2 separate regions of the Mus musculus genome follow, and region 1 is linked to region 2. The links are chromatin contacts, called in public HiChIP or PLAC-seq maps. All regions are on one chromosome and are shown on one strand. The core of a region is the stretch at or near the end of the contact, and the rest is flanking DNA. Distances in the headings are between cores, read along the strand shown.

Evidence for each region. HiChIP or PLAC-seq counts read pairs in DNA pulled down with a chosen protein or histone mark.
Region 1: a FOXA1 HiChIP or PLAC-seq map of pancreatic cancer cells shows a contact between it and region 2. The contact joins two enhancer-like sites. A contact is called at or near these places in 1 of 115 datasets of contacts at active chromatin or transcription factors (pancreatic cancer cells) and 1 of 9 other capture datasets (embryonic stem cells).

Annotation. Positions count from the first base shown.
Region 1 is chr1:37,627,485-37,631,933 of GRCm38.p6, forward strand. It overlaps Cracdl (capping protein inhibiting regulator of actin like), which reads right to left. Exons shown (of 10, transcript NM_028096.1): 4 at 4,332-4,449; 5 at 3,837-3,998; 6 at 733-942. Among named protein-coding and RNA genes, the nearest start is that of 4930556I23Rik, 15 kb to the left of the region's middle. Within about 2 kb of position 3,122, at least 43 of the 459 cell types and tissues checked have an H3K27ac peak or open chromatin away from gene starts, as enhancers often do. A contact at or near this core is called in pancreatic cancer cells, where this site is marked.
Region 2 is chr1:36,917,935-36,922,456 of GRCm38.p6, forward strand. The region is part of intron 1 of Tmem131 (transmembrane protein 131); the gene reads right to left. Among named protein-coding and RNA genes, the nearest start is that of Tmem131, 19 kb to the right of the region's middle. Within about 2 kb of position 2,952, at least 201 of the 459 cell types and tissues checked have an H3K27ac peak or open chromatin away from gene starts, as enhancers often do. A contact at or near this core is called in pancreatic cancer cells, where this site is marked.

The DNA of each region.
Region 1 (4,449 bases), core at 1,872-4,371, 710 kb after region 2:
AATGCTTAGCTTGTACCAAGATGTAGAATCAGTCTAGGCTAGCGTTATCCCTGCCCCTGCGTCATTAGGAAGTACCCGGTACAACATACAGTAATCCCCGGGAAGATGAAGCTGCCAAGCCATGAGCAGCACAGCACAGAGGGCTGAGGGGAGGTCGTCTCTGTCCGAGCTCTGGGTCATAACCTTTGGCAGCTCTTCCAGTCACCAGACTAGAACTCCCATTTGCCAAACAGACAACTCACTCTCTTCAGGAAGTTCCTGAAACACAAGTGGGCCCTGCCATTTGTCTGCACTTTAGCTTGTCATGAAATCTTCAACACTGTGATTGTGTCTTGAGAGGAGGATAGGGAAGGTTGTTACTCTGTAAGTCCTCAGTGTGAGCCATTGTCCTTGGCACGCTTGCCCAGCCCTCCACCCCCACCTTCTCTAGAGCTGAGGGATCTAAGCCCCGTCAGGGTAAAAGGAGTCCAGGAATAGATGGTGTCAGGCTTGGCACACGATACTGTGGATTCTTGGTGTTTGTGGAATGAACATATCCATGCAAGTATTAATGTCTAAGGAGGGTGTTTATGCAAGGGAGACATGTCCCATTCAAGGTGCAAAAGATGAGCAAACTAGCATCTGCAGTGTGATCTTACCCACCATGGAGGTGCTCAGAAGGGCTATCAGGCAGCAGGTAAGACTGTCATGTCTGCCCACCCCATCCCTCCACTGAGGAGGAAGGCCGATTACCGAAGACAGCCGCCTCAGTTTACTTGATCGCTGGTTGCGGGGCTTCACCAGGAGTTTGTGTTTAGCTGCAGAGTTGTCCAGGCAGGAAGAGAATTCTGGAGGGTGGCTGAAGTCAACCACAGGAGCTAGGCTACCATCCAAGGTCCGAGACGAGATGGAGGCATCGCTCATGTGGTCGGGAGACTGTGGCCGGGACGAGGACACTAGGATCTTCGTGTCACAAGGGACAAACACACCAAGCATTAATTTAGTGACAAGGATGGAGACTGCTATCCTACCAGCTCCCCTTTGGTGTGCGTCTGGGCTCTCTAGCCTGTACCTGGAGCAGAGTATTTTCAATTGGGGAATTTCAGTTGGGGAATGTTTAAGACTATCGCTTTAGAGCAAATGACTGGGAGGTCAAAGGGTGGGGACAACCCTGAGGCCACTCCTCTTCACAGGAAGACTTTCCATAGCTACTTTAACCAACAAAACAGACTAGCCCAGTGTCTCTAGGGGTGGAGGAACCTGCTGTTTTTGTCAAGCTTGGCATGTGGCCCAGCAGTGAGACATCAGGGTTCAGGTCACAGGAAGCATGGAGCCCCCTGTCAGCCTCTTATCTGGCAAACTTTGTTCATTGGAAAGGGTCTTTACAGCCTCACGAGGAGTCTGGCTTTCGGCTACCATATGGTGAGCTACAGGCATGTTACTAGTTTACACCTCAGCGGGGAGGAACTAGCAGTCAGCAGTGAGCAAATGCGTTGCCAGGTGACAGAAGGAAGACTGAGAGAATACCCTAAGATGCCTGCCCCACTGAATACAGTGAGCCTCTTCTTGGAGTGGGTGTCGGCAGGCTGTCCTGCAAAGCACAGATGCTATGCTATAGTGCATGCAGCTCAGGTGTGTGATGTCTTAGTCAGGGTTTCTATTGTGGCAACGAACCATCACCAAAAGCAAGTTGGGGAGGGGAGGGTTTATTTGGCTAATGCTTCCACAGCTAATTATCAAAGGAAGTCAGTTCAGGAACTCAAATGGGGGCAGGAACTTGGAGGCAGGAGCTGATGCAGAGGCCAGGGAGGGGTGCTGCTTACTGGGTTGCTCCTCATGGCTTGCACAGTCTGCTTTCTTATAGAACCCAGGACGACCAGCCCAGGGATGGCACCACCCACAATGGGCTGGGCCCTCCCCCATTGATCACTAATTGAGAAAATGCTTTACAGCTGGATCTCATGGAGGCATTTCCTCAACTGAGGCTCCTTCCTCTCTGATGACTCTAGCTTGTGTCAAGTTGACACAAAACCAACTAGTACAAAAGAGAGAGAATCTGGGATCCATCCTCTAGGTTCCAAGAACAACCCACCATCTCTAAACAACCATGCAAACAAAGATAATAATAATAATTATTATCTGCATGTCTCTATTGGAACACTGGACCTAAATATTAGTGTCCGGTTAACATTTTTGTTTGTTTGCTTTTTGAGCTAAAGTCTCTCTATGTAGCCCTGGTTGTCCTGGAACTCAGTCTATAGACCAGGCTGGCCTTGAACTCACAGAGCTCCATCTGCCTCCTCCTGGAATGAAAGCCGTGCACCCACCATTCCCAAACGTTGGCTTCCCACGATGAAAGCAGATTTGGTATACTACCCAATAACTGGTACAACCTCAGAGTTCATCTTAAAATAAAAAGTCAGAACCATTGGAATAAAAAAGTTAGGTAAGTGTGGCCCCTGCACAAGTGACCCCCACTTGGCTAATTAAAATTTGTGCACTGCAGTGGTGATCGGGTTTGGAGTTGAACTCTGTCTTCAACAAATGAAGCTGCTCCCCGAAACCCCACCCCGCCCCACCCAATGCAGCCAATTGCAGATAGAACCAGCTACTGTAAGTCAGAGACTGGAGTCCAAGGCTCAAGAGATAGAGGAAGGAGGGTAAAGTCAAAAATGAACCAGCAGGTAGCTCCTCACAGGTATCGCCTCACAAACAGAGCCTGACACACAGCCATATCTAATTCTGAAAAGGGACAATGCAATTGTACACAAGAGTGTTTTAAGTTGCTAACGGGCATAGTTTTATTCCACAGAGTAAGGCAACCTTCCCCATCATCCAGGCCTTCTTGAAGTTGGAGAGCAGGTGTGGGTTGGTAGCCTCTGGCCCCAGAGCCTACTCTTACTGTGACCAGAGATAGGTTTCCCTGAGGCCAGATTCTGGGAGTCATACTCTAGGCAGCTCCATGGGAGTTGCCAACCCCTAGAGCTGACTTAAAATCAGCCACACCACAGTCCTGATTTTCCATTACTAATATTCTGGGTGCTCACAACTACAAGAAAGAACAAGCTCGTGTCTGGGAAGAGGGAACTCTATGTACCTAAGTTGAGTGGTTACCGAATACAATTCCAAACAGCCCAGAAGTGGTAACTCTACAGTTACATTGTAAACAACGCCCTGGCAGGGCCAGGGTTGAACGGGATCCAAGGATGCCCAGCTATCAAACACCAACTCTGTTTTTACTTGTTTTTCAAGGATCAATATCATTTGGATCATTCCCATTTGCCCTTCGCTTGGCTTACTAATATGGAGAAAATGGCCATCCTGTTTGTCTTCTATATATGTGTACATTAACATTCTTACCACAAACAAAAGTAGCCCATGAACATGCTGGGGTGTTTCTTTGTGAAATGGAGTCTATGGGGGTACAACAGTTGGGATCACTTCCTGCAGTGGCTGAGGTCAGACACTGCTGGTCAGACTCCCTGGGCTGCCTTTACCCTGAGGGCTTCATGTGACTCGCCCAAACCAACAGGTTTCTGCGGTCAGGACTCAGGAACAGGGCTGAATATAATTCAGTGTTTACTCTTCTCTTTGTGCTCTGGCCACTGCCATGGGAGGGGAGATGCAGAGGAGAGGGAGCCCCTGCCCTTCTTTTCTGGGTCTGGGCATCTGCTCAGACAAGAAAGATAAGGCACAGAGCAGATGGCATCAGACTGACCACACAACCGCACAAAACGGCAGCGCAGTCTCCCTCACTCAAGAGACCTTGCTGGAAGACATGGAGGGTCCTCCAGAGTTCTATCAATGCTTAGTGTCAGGAGTGGATGGAAATATTCAAGGGCACAGACTGTACTCGCCTTTATAGTTGTGCCTGGACCCACATCGTGCAGCAGGGACATCTCTGGGGGGCTGCGGGGCAGTCCGTCATCCTCAGAACTCATGCCGGTTTCCTCTGCCCGCTTGATAGGAAGGCCTCCTGGAGGCGGTGGCCCCATCTTCACGTTACATTGTATCTTTAACTAGATTGAGGGAATAGTAACCATTCTTAGTGTTTTCATCAACAATAGCTAGCAACAAATCTTCCTGCTCTGATTCATTCATTCAGGAAATAACTTCAGCACCCTAGCACAGTGCCCTGACCTGAATGTCTGTCCCCAGCTCCCTCACCACTGTCCTTATTCTTTAGGCAGTCACCAACAGTGAGTCAGAATGTGACTAACTTGCATGCCTGAGACCCGTGAAGAACCTGTGACCCGACTTTCAACTGTATAAAATGCTAAGCTGAGATCACTTAGAAACTTCTAGATTAACACTGGACAGACACCCAGTGAGAGTGCCAAGCGAACCCTTACCTGCAAAGCCTTGATCCGGTCGCACACATTTTCTTGGGAGAACACCCGCACGGGCCGAGCAGGGTCCTGTCCCGATTCAGGAAAGAAAATACTGTCGTGGGAGAGGGCCCGGCTGCCC
Region 2 (4,522 bases), core at 1,702-4,201:
AGAAGCTGATCAATATATAGGTTATATACATATTAGAAGCTAATGACTATATGTCTTCCTTACATTCTACCTAAGAACAGCAGCATATTAAAAGCACTGGGGTAAGGATGATGTGGATCATTACACAGCGTGAGAGCTAAACCTATTCATATGTGGCCATGAAGTCAGCTCTCTGAAAAGGTTCCATTTATTTCAGTTCCAGACCAGGTCAAAAAGAGGAAACATAAAAATAAAGGCATCGAAACAGCTCTGCAGTTAAGAGTGCTTGCTGCTCTTCCAGAGGAGCCAAGTGTGGTTCCCAGCACTCACATGGGGCAGCTCACAACTGCCTCTAAGTCCTGTTCCTTGGAACCAATGCTCTCTTCTGGCCTCTGTGGACCCTGACACACGCATGCAGGCACGCACACACATATGTGTGCACATGCGCACAAACACCTATTTTTAAAAAATAGTAAGATTAAATGGAAAGGTATTTAAATAAGTACTTAGATTATAGTAAAAAATAATACCTGCTAAATAAAATACTGCATTGAGAACCTTTTCGAGAGAGTTGCCAGTGGAGAGAGAAGAAGGTAAAGGTGGGTAGCGGAGAGAATCTTTAAACTAAAGTTGTTCCCATTTAGTCTAAGGGAAGCCAGACTCAGGATCCTTGATTGGTCGAAGTCAGTCAGTCCTGGAGTCTCAATGCTGCTGTCTCTAATCCTAACACACTCTCTCCCACCTCCTGCAGCAATGCCTTCCACCACTGTTTCCTGTGGCTATCTTTTCTTGTTTGTTCTGGTTTTGTCCTTTTTAGGTAGGAGGCAGAAGGCAAAAAAAGAAATTCAAGAGTCTGCAGACAAAGATGCCTTGTAACAAAGATACAGTGTCTTACTGCCTAAGCTCCCAAATGGGTCACTCATCCTGAACAATGACAGCTTTAGATGGCATTTGTGTATTTGGGGATCCCAAAAGCTTTTTTAAAAGCTGAACTTATAAGAAAATAATCATTATAGGAGACACACAGACTGACTCACACTGAGTGTGTCCTGAGGTGTGCCTTCCCCAACGTCCCCAGTGCACTCCTGCCCCCAATTCCAGGCCCATCACAGCAACCACCAGTAAGCAAGTGTCTGCCTAGAATCTGTTCAGCCATCAGATAAAAGACTGTTTCCAGGTCTAGCTTAGGAAATGGTACTACTGAATAAAACTTCATGAATAAACTTACCAGGGTCCAGTCTAACCTGGCTGGAGCCTGAATAGAGAGATGTAAAAGGGGTGGAAACAATTCAGCTGGTACAGTGTTGTCTAATTAGTATGCATGAGGCCCTCCATTCCGTCCCAGCACCAAATAAACAGGGTATGGTGTTACACATCTGTAATCCCAGCACTTAGGAGATAGAGGCAAAGAGGGCAGCAGTTCAGAGTCATCTCTGACTACACAGGCCATGCTGAGCTACCTGAGGCCATGTCTTTAAAAAGAAAAAAAAGAAAAAAAAAATCAAGACAAAAAATGAGATGTAACTACTAGATAGGGGCTCACAGAATCTGTATATAATCAAATAGAATATATTTAAAAGGTCCAGTGGGATGAAATATCTGGTAAAGGCACTCACTGCTAAGCCTAACTACTGAGTTCTAGTCCCAGAGCTCACACAGTGGAAAGAACCAAGTCCCACAAGTTGTCCTCTGACCTTCACACATGTGCCATATACACACAAAGTAAATGTAAAAAAGTCAATTGAAAATTCAGGTGGCATTTTAATATTAAGTATATTTAGTATATTAAGACTTTAAGATAGCAGCGAAAAGTTCTGAGGTGAACATGAGTGGGACATGAGCCAGTCCCACTTGTGGTTAAGCAGAATTACTGAGCCCTTGCCATGGGCCATGTGTACCACAGATAAACTAGCAGGCCCTCTATCTCACTGCAATGGGGCCTCTGAGAGTTAAGTCCCACCCTCAGAGGAGCTGCCTAGATACAAACAGAAATCTTCACAACCAGTCAAGCAGTGCTGGCTTACAGGAAGTGCAGGAGGCAAGGGGAACTCTCAACAGCCTCCACCTGTCCCATATGCTGCAGACAGATACTGGCCAGAGCAAGCGTCCTGGCTACTGTTATCAAGGACTACAGGCCATCTACAGCTCTCCACTCAAACCAGTTTTCTAAGGAACTCCCATTACAATAAAGAGGATATGGCAACATTTATGTTAGTTAGCTGATAAATTCACTCACTAAGGAACAATTTGTAACTACTGGGTATATCTAGGTTAAGCTTTTATCTCCAATGCTACAGGCACTGAGGTCACCCAGAACTTGGACTTCGAGCCAGCCCCTTGAGAGGAGCAGCAGTGTGTGCCTGGATAAACAAACACTGCTGTTCTAGCACCAGGTCCTCCCAGGCACTAGGCCAGGCTGCCTTTGTTTGGGTCCTGTTTCCTGGCTTCTGCTAGCCGGTTACCTCCCCCTTCTCTTAAGGCAGACACTTAAATGCCTATCTTATGTTTTCAAAACCATTTCCTTTACAGATCCTCATTACTGAGCCTTTCAAGCCTTCTCTGCTATCTCCAATGCTTATCTCTGGGCTGGCACGCCTCTTGATAGGCTGCCATTGAGTCTGAGTGCAGTCCTGCAGTGAGTCAGAATCTATCTCCACACCCACCTGGTGAAGACTGTTCCATCCTTCTCTATAGACAGTCTGCTCACAGGAAAACAACCTAATGTGTGTATCTTCAAGATACTTCAGGACCAGAAGCAGGAAGAGAATGCTCCAAGTTCACACTCCCCAATGTAGCTGGCTCATATTTTCCCTTCTTTGATTCCAGAGCTACCTACCAGATGTTATCATATAATGCAAATTAGTCACTGCTCTAAATTCTGCTCAGCACCTTTGGAAACACCCTGTCTGGGGTGGAGCTCTGCAGGGGTCGGGGCATCTGCCTCCAGGCCAGTCACCTCTGCAATCCAAGATCCCGGGCGGCTGGTGTGGTCCACCTCTCCTCCTGTGGACTGGGAATGACTATCCTAGTGCAGCTATGGCCAGAACTGAAATGTTGCCAGGAAAAGTGCTGCTGTAAGCTAAAAGTAGAAAGCAAGAGACTCGTCCTCCAGGGGATACACTAGGAAACTTGCTTTCCTACTGGAACACTATGCAAGGGAATGGAATGAAAAGTTGGCATACACTATTCAAATAAAATACCACCTTAAAGCAATGCCTACCGATTCACTGGGGTCCATCCTTAGCTCCACTCTGCCTGTGACTGTTCAATAAGAATAAAGGTACCGATGAATTATGCAATAACATTATGCAGCTTGACTGAGTAAAAAAGGGTAAAAAGATGTAAGTAGAGATGCAAGCCAAAGTTAAGAGTATAGTGAAGACAGAACAAAGGGCAGAATGTCTCTACGTAAAAAGTTACCGGACACTAACATTCCTCAACCTAGACAAAGTGCCTGAGAATACAAGAAGCATAGGCACGTCCATTTCAGTCAAGGAAAGCCCACATTTGGAATTTCCATGCAGGGAACTACATGGTTAGTAAATGACAAACTAATATATAAGAGCATTCATCTGAGAACCTCTGACCTATTCAGCAGACAATGAATTTAGGCAGAAACCAGCCGGGTGAAATAAAAGGACACGTGCTTGCTGACTGGGTCCCAGGGCTAGGGCCAGCAGAGAGGATGACAACTCAGACTGAGTTCTGCCACAAAGACAAAGCATCATCAAGCATTTTGACCAGCTTCCAAAAGTCTGCCCTTCTGGGCCTGTGGCTCATTTTCACCCTGGACGTGCAGTAGCAAAGCACAAGAAAGTAAAGCAGCAGCAGGTGCCACCAACACCTGCGCACTTCCAAACCAGCCCCAGCCCCAGCACCACCGCCACCGCCACCCTCCAGCTCACTGACCCGCATCAAAGCCCTCTCAAGCCCTCTCTGATGCGGCAAGTTTGTAATGCAGCTGATGGGGGAAAGACAAGAGGACAGAGAATGACTGACTGACATCACTGACTCCCCATGCACTGTGAGGTCTGCCTTAAGAGTTTTATCAGCTGCGATATAAACATTTGAAGACAGAGGTCAAACACTGAGCCCAGAGATCGCTGCAGCAGCAACTATGTGAAATGACACGTGACAATGCCATCGGTGGAAGCAGCTGTGAGAACCTAACTGTTTAGAAATGCACATAAATCATCTTGTCCATAGAGAGTGTACAGAGCCTTCGAAGAGGAGCCTGTGTGACCTACAATCCCAACACCTGCTACAGAGTCTATAACCGCTGGCCTGTGGCACACTGCTGAAGGCCTGCGAGGAAACGGCCCAGGCACATAAGCACTTGCTCTGTTTGATAAACAAGCAAAAGCAACAAATAAGTCAGTGTGATAAGCGGAAGCAACCTTTATATGATTTCTAAGAGGAAAAAGTCAGCTGACATAGTTCCTGAAACTGTATTTGTGGTAGTCTTTTTTCATAAGCTTGAAAAATTTGTAGAAATTAACAAACACAAAACCCTGAGAAAAATCTCAACATAAAAATGAGAGTT